2 separate regions of the Sus scrofa genome follow, and region 1 is linked to region 2. The links are chromatin contacts, called in public promoter capture Hi-C maps. All regions are on one chromosome and are shown on one strand. Each heading gives the region's core, a stretch centred on a gene start, on an enhancer-like site or on the middle of the called end of the contact. The rest is flanking DNA. Distances are from core to core; before and after follow the strand shown.

Region 1 (2,767 bases), core at 12-2,511, 730 kb before region 2:
GGCGCCCGTTGTCCGCTCTGATGGCCTGAGTGTGCGCGAAGAGCGCGCGCGCCGCCTCACGCTCCGCACGCCGCGCCAGGGACTGCACGCGCTGGCGCGCCTCGCGCTCGAAGGCTGCCTTGTCCTCCAGGAAGCGCCGCTTCACGCGGTGGAGCAGCTGCGTGTGCTCCACGCGCATGTGCAGCAGCTCGCGCTCCAGCGTCCGGATCCGGGCCAACTGCTCCAGCTGCAGCTCCTGCGGCGGGCGCGCGGGTCAGCGCGGGTCTACGACGCGCACCCACCTCGCCCAGCTCCCGCCCCGCCCGCCCGCGGGAGGGTGCGCACTGGCCTTGTAGGGCTGCAACGCCTGCACCTGCTGCGCCATCTGCGCCGCGCGCGCCTCCATCTCCAGCAGCTGCGCGCGCACCCCGTCCTCACGCCCGCGGTAGAGCGATGCCAGCTCCGCCCGCTGCCAGTGGATCAGCGTCAAGTCCACGCGGTTCTGCTCCTCCAGCCGGACGACGGCGTTGGCGCAGCGCTGGGCGCGCGCGCTCACGTAACTGGCGTAGAGCCGGTTCTCCTCGCGCAGGCGCAGCGCCTCGCGGTCGAGGAAGGCGTTGTCCCGCAGCACTTGGTCCACTCGCTGCTCGCAGGCGTCCAGCTGCTCCGAGAGCAGCTTGTACTCGCGCTGCAGGTACTGAGCGCGTTCCGACAGCGGCGGCTCGGCGCCCTCTCCCCCCGCGCCCGACCGGCGCCCCGCGCTTGTCCCGCGCTTCTTCTTGGGCGCCATGGCTGGGGTCCCCCAGCCCGCCACTCCAGCTCCGCCCTTCCCCTCCTCCGGCCCGAATGTTCTGGCGGGGCTGGAAGCGTCTCAGGGTCACGAGGTTGGAGGCCGGAATCAGGGGGTTGCGGTCCATCAGGGGTCAGGGCATCGTCGCCAACCTTTGCTAGTGGTCTCTTTCCGGATCTTGGCCGGCCGTCGGGGCTCGCCCACCTTTAGTGGAGTTGCGGTCTGCATGGAAACAGAACGTAGTCGCTCTTCCCCACTCCCCACCACCACCACCCCCCCGCGCCCCGTTGCCAGGGCAATGGCCCGACTCGCCTTTCTCCATTACCCCCGACTCCCTCACTCGGAGGAGTCCGTGCATGACGGCCTGTGTGCTCGCTGCAAACCCCAGGCGCGCAGGACTTCGGCTTTCCCTGGAGGGCGATGCTGAGCTTGCTTTGTTTTTTTTGTCTTTTTGCTATTTCTTGGGCCGCTCCCTCGGCATATGGAGGTTCCCAGGCTAGGGGTCCAATCGGAGCTGTAGCCACCAGCCTACGCCAGAGCCACAGCAACACTGGATCCGACCCGCGTCTGCGACCTACACCACAGCTCAGGGCAACGCCGGATCGTTAACCCACTGAGCAAGGGCAGGGACTGAACTCGCACCTCGTGGTTCCTAGTCGGATTCGTTAACCACTGCGCCACGACGGGAACTCCTGGGCTTGCTTCTAACAGACGGCAGCCGTCAGAGGTGCGCCCACTCCACGTGCCAGACTCGGGCCCTTTGCGGACTGTACACCAATGGGCTCTTCCCCCACTTGTCCCCATATGGCGAGAGTCCTCGCCAGGTTCCTGGCCTCCCCCACCACACACACGTGAAATGTCCCTATATCTCTTCAGGACAGAGCGCTTCCCCGCAGCTTCTTATCGCTCCGGGGACCCTGGTTTTCCTCGAGGCGCTTCATGATTCCTGCCTGTCCTGGAGCCTTCGTGGGAGTTAGGGCCTCTGCGAGGGTCGAGCACGCCAAAATGCCATCCATCAGTGCAGTGTGTCTGTCTCTCTCTGGGGTTTCCTCTCTGGGCTCCTAAGCCCACACGTGCAGCATCAGTCCCCGATATCCCACCCGCCGCTGGACCTGGGCCTTCTTTCCCAGCTGGCCAGCGTGGCTGGAGAGGAAGGGCACGTCCAGCGATTTGGCTGGGCTCCTTCTGCCATTAGCATTGCGGAAACAACATCGTAAACCCCTCCTTGCCCAGAGAGTGAGCAGAGCGTCGAGCCTCCCATCCTGTCAGATGCCTTAGACAAGTAACTTTAATCTACACGTTTCGGTCTTGCCGTCATACAGTCAAGGTTCTGTCCAGGTCTGCCCACATTTGCTGCAAGAAAAACAAGTTCAAGGATTGCTGACTTGTAACTTTGTGGGGGGCACGGTTTAGGAAACCACATTTGTAGGAAGGCTTATGTTGAAAACTGTCTTAGGAGGTGGCTTTTTTTTTCCCCCTTTGGCTGCCCCACAGCATATGGAGTTCCAGGGCGGGGATCAGATCCGAGCTGCAGCTTCGACCTTTGCTGCCGCTGTGACACCGTCCCATCCTTTAACCCACTGTGACGTGCGGGGATCAAACCCACGTCCTGGCACTGCAGGGACATCGCTGATCCCACTGCGCTGCAGTAGGAACTCCAGGAAGTTGCTCTTGGAGCCTGGTAAGTCGCTCCTCTGGCTGGACTTGCTCCAGCTAGTGGCACCTGCACCAGAGGTGTGGCAGAGCCTTTTAAATTTGGGGACACATTTGGGGCATGTGCCTCTTTGTAAAAAATGTAATTTATAAATAATAAAATGACAAACTTCAAGACCATGTGGAATTTCCATCTTTTGGGGGGGCAGGGGGCCGCTCCCGTGGCATGTGGAGGTTCCCAGGCTAGGGGTCGAATTGGAGCTGTAGCTGCTGGCCCGCGCCACGGCCACAGCAATGCCAGATCTGAGCCTCGTCTGTGACCTACACCACAGCTCACGGCAATGC
Region 2 (3,039 bases), core at 360-2,859:
GCGCAGGGGAGAGGGCATGGTCAGGGCAGGAGGGCTGAGAATGAGCACGGAAGAAGAATTCCCTGGTCAGGGGACCCAGGTGGCTATGGGCATCTCGAAGTGAAGTCTCTAGAACTGAGACAAAGGCAAGCACTCGCATGAGGAATATGCAGAGACCAGATTGGAACCTGGGGACGAGGGGCAGGACCCTCTTCTCTGAGCTCCAAACTGGCAAGCAGCGTCCCCAGCTCCCTAGAGGCCCCACCGTGAGCTGGCGGAGAGCCTCACCCAGCGAGGCCACGTGCCCGTAGTTCTCCAGCATCACGTCCCTGTATAGCGTCCGCTGGTCTGGGCCCAACTGCCGCCCTTCCTCCCAAGAGAAGTACACAGCCACGTCCTGGAAGGTCAGCGGCACCACCTCCTGCAACGACAGGTGGGTGCTGCCCGCGGGGCTGTGCCCACTGGGTGGACCTGTGGTGGTCAGCCAGAGGGCCAGCTGCCCTCTTCCGTCCTGAGACCCAGCTAGTCCCCCAGCAGCCCTCTGGCGGGGGGGGGGGGGGGGGGGGTTGGGGGTTGGATCCCAGAGCCCTGTCCTTGGGGTGCTAGGGCTCCTGGCTTCTCGGCGTGCTGGGCTCACCGCTCCAGAGGGGGGAGGACAGGGAGGAAGGTGAACTCACCTGGGGCGCCAGAAGCCAAGTGTGGCAGCCATCCTGGGGGAGTGGGATCTTAGGGAAGACTCGGGACCTGAGGGGGCAGCCCTGGCCCGGCCTCCCCCAGCTCACCGTCAAGGGGCAGAGGCCCACACCCAGACCCATTCAATACCATTCAGTCACTCCATTAGCTTCCAAGGGCCTGGTGAAGGACGGCAGAATTGGGTTCCTGGAGTGGCCTCCTGGGGCCACGCGTAAAGTCGCTCATAAACGTTGCGGGTCAGAGGCAATCACAAGCCAACGCGAGTCGGACTGGCCAGAATCCCACTGAAACTCCCTAGAATGGGGGAGCAAGGGCCCAAATGGCCCTCGTGGGCCCAGTGGGGCCGGGAGGTGAGGGTGCAAGCTGGCAGCTCCAGTGACCCAGCGTCCCAGGACAACCTGAAGCAAAGAACCGCACCCCACCAACAGGATGAGAGGACTGGGCGGCCGGGTGGGCTGAGCTACTGAGGGTGCAGCTGGAAGCCTGCGTCCTTCTCACCGCTTGGTCCCCAGCTTCCAAATCGGCCTCCCAATCCTGGCTGCTCCTTAGGCCAGGCTGCGGTCGCTTCCTCATTCTGCCAACAGACTCCCCTCCGACCTCTTCCCAGCCCTGCGGGCCCGGTGACTCCTCGGGTTCGCGAGCTCCGGCCGCCCGGGGCTACAGGCACAGCCCGCCGCTTCTCCGGCGCCCCCAGGCCATTGGGTGCCGACGCTCCGCGGGGCAGGCCTCCCCTGAAAGCTCCGCGCGGCGGCCCCTGGCCAACGCGACCCTGGCTGAAACCTCCCGAAGCTCCGCCCGGACGCACCTCGGTCCCCGGGGCCCGCCCACCGCACTAGAGCGCGCCCCGCCGGCAGGCGCCCCTCTAAGGCTCGCGCCCCAGGCGAGCGCACGCGACCGGCTTGCACACCTGCGCGCACCGGTCAGCCCGCGGCGGGGCAGGGCCGCCCGGGCCGCGCTGCGCACGCGCAGGACGCCCCGCCCCGCCGGGTGGCCGCGGAGGGCGCCGCAGCCGGTGCCCCAGGACGGCCCACGGGGACGATCCGGCCGGAAGCGGCCGCGTGGTCCCGGCCCCGCCCTTCCGGGCGGCCGGGGTTCAGCGGACCCGTCCCGCTATGCCTTGCTCTTGGCTCCGGGCTGGGCGGAGGTTCGAGTCGGACCCGCTCTGCCCTCCTCTCCGTCTCCAGGGCCGCACGTGTCGCCGGATCGCTCCAGTCCGGCGGCGGGGCTCACTCAGCTGCGTTCCTGTCGGTAACGAGCACAAGCTCGCAAATAAGGACGCAGAGTGAAGGTGTTTAAATCACACCTGTCACTCGGAGGAGGAAGGGACGGGGTAAGGGTAGGGACGTTAGGTGACACCGAGGACCCTCTTGTCTTCCAGACGCGCTGCTGGAATCAGGCCACCGGTTCAGGTCTGAGCTCGAGGCAGTCAGGTAGCAGGAGGATATCCAAAACTTTAAACACCGTGCAGAGACGTCACACGGGATTAAAACGCTGCCAGGCTGGAGAGTGTGTTGCTGCTGGCGGGGTCTGATGAGCAGTCTTGAAATCAATGCAGCCGAGTATGCAGCCCCATGAGATCAGGTAGTACTAGTGCTGTGTTTTGTCCACTAGGAAACCACCAGCCTTACAGCAGCGGCAGGAGCGTAGGAAGCATTCTGTAAATACTGGGTGAGCACTTGGATAAAAGGATAAAAGGCTGAAAGGAAGCACATCACTCTAGTTTTAAGACTGCAAAGTACATATTTGATTGCCTTATTTTCTGAGGCTTTCTGAATTGATACACCTCCAGCTTATAGGGTTGCCAATTGCCGGGCAAACAGTCCATGCATAACAGCACAGCAGGTGACAGGATCACGACCACATTTCTGTAGATTCCCTCAGCAAGGAGCACAAATGACAGATCATTTATTTCTTAGGCTCCTCAGACCCACAAGATGACAGGAAGCACAGACAGCAGATTCCTCTGTTGCTTGGCATCAACTCCAAACCAAACTACCTCCAGGCAGCTTTGCTCTGCAGCTGTACCCCAAGGGAAACAAAATGGAAAGTCCAGTAAAGACGGCATCACAGTTGATTCTACAAGATTGATTGTCTTCCTTTGTTTCCAGGGAGCCTCCGGCATTCTGCCAAGACTCAGCTCAGGCTGCAACTCAGCCTTGGCCACATGGCCAGTGTGGAAATGTACAGAGCTGTTCCCTGCACTAATGACCTCCCTTTTGCTAAAACCAGTGCGTGCGTTTTATTATTTTTTTAAGTTATCATGTTATTATAATTAATTTTCGTCTTTTTTTGTGTGTGTCTTTTTGCTATTTCTAGGGCCGCTCCCGCGGCATATGGAGGTTCCCAGGCTAGGGGTCGAATCGGAGC

Evidence for each region. Promoter capture Hi-C pulls out the DNA fragments that hold promoters and counts their contacts.
Region 1: a contact with region 2 is called in a promoter capture Hi-C map of liver, with 4 times the contacts expected there. The contact joins the promoter of CCDC166 here to the promoter of ZNF251 in region 2. A contact is called at or near these places in 1 of 5 promoter capture datasets (liver) and 1 of 2 datasets of contacts at active chromatin or transcription factors (alveolar macrophages).

What each region holds. Positions count from the first base shown.
Region 1 is chr4:918,926-921,692 of Sscrofa11.1, reverse strand. It overlaps CCDC166 (coiled-coil domain-containing protein 166), which reads right to left and starts at 1,261. Exons shown (of 2, transcript XM_013993490.2): 1 at 329-1,261; 2 at 1-235. The coding sequence starts at 769.
Region 2 is chr4:185,259-188,297 of Sscrofa11.1, reverse strand. ZNF251 (zinc finger protein 251) reads right to left here and starts at 1,609. Exons shown (of 6, transcript XM_021090452.1): 1 at 802-1,609; 2 at 657-689; 3 at 268-400. The coding sequence starts at 804. LOC102158405 (a long non-coding RNA gene) reads left to right here and starts at 1,730. Exons shown (of 3, transcript XR_002343681.1): 1 at 1,730-2,900.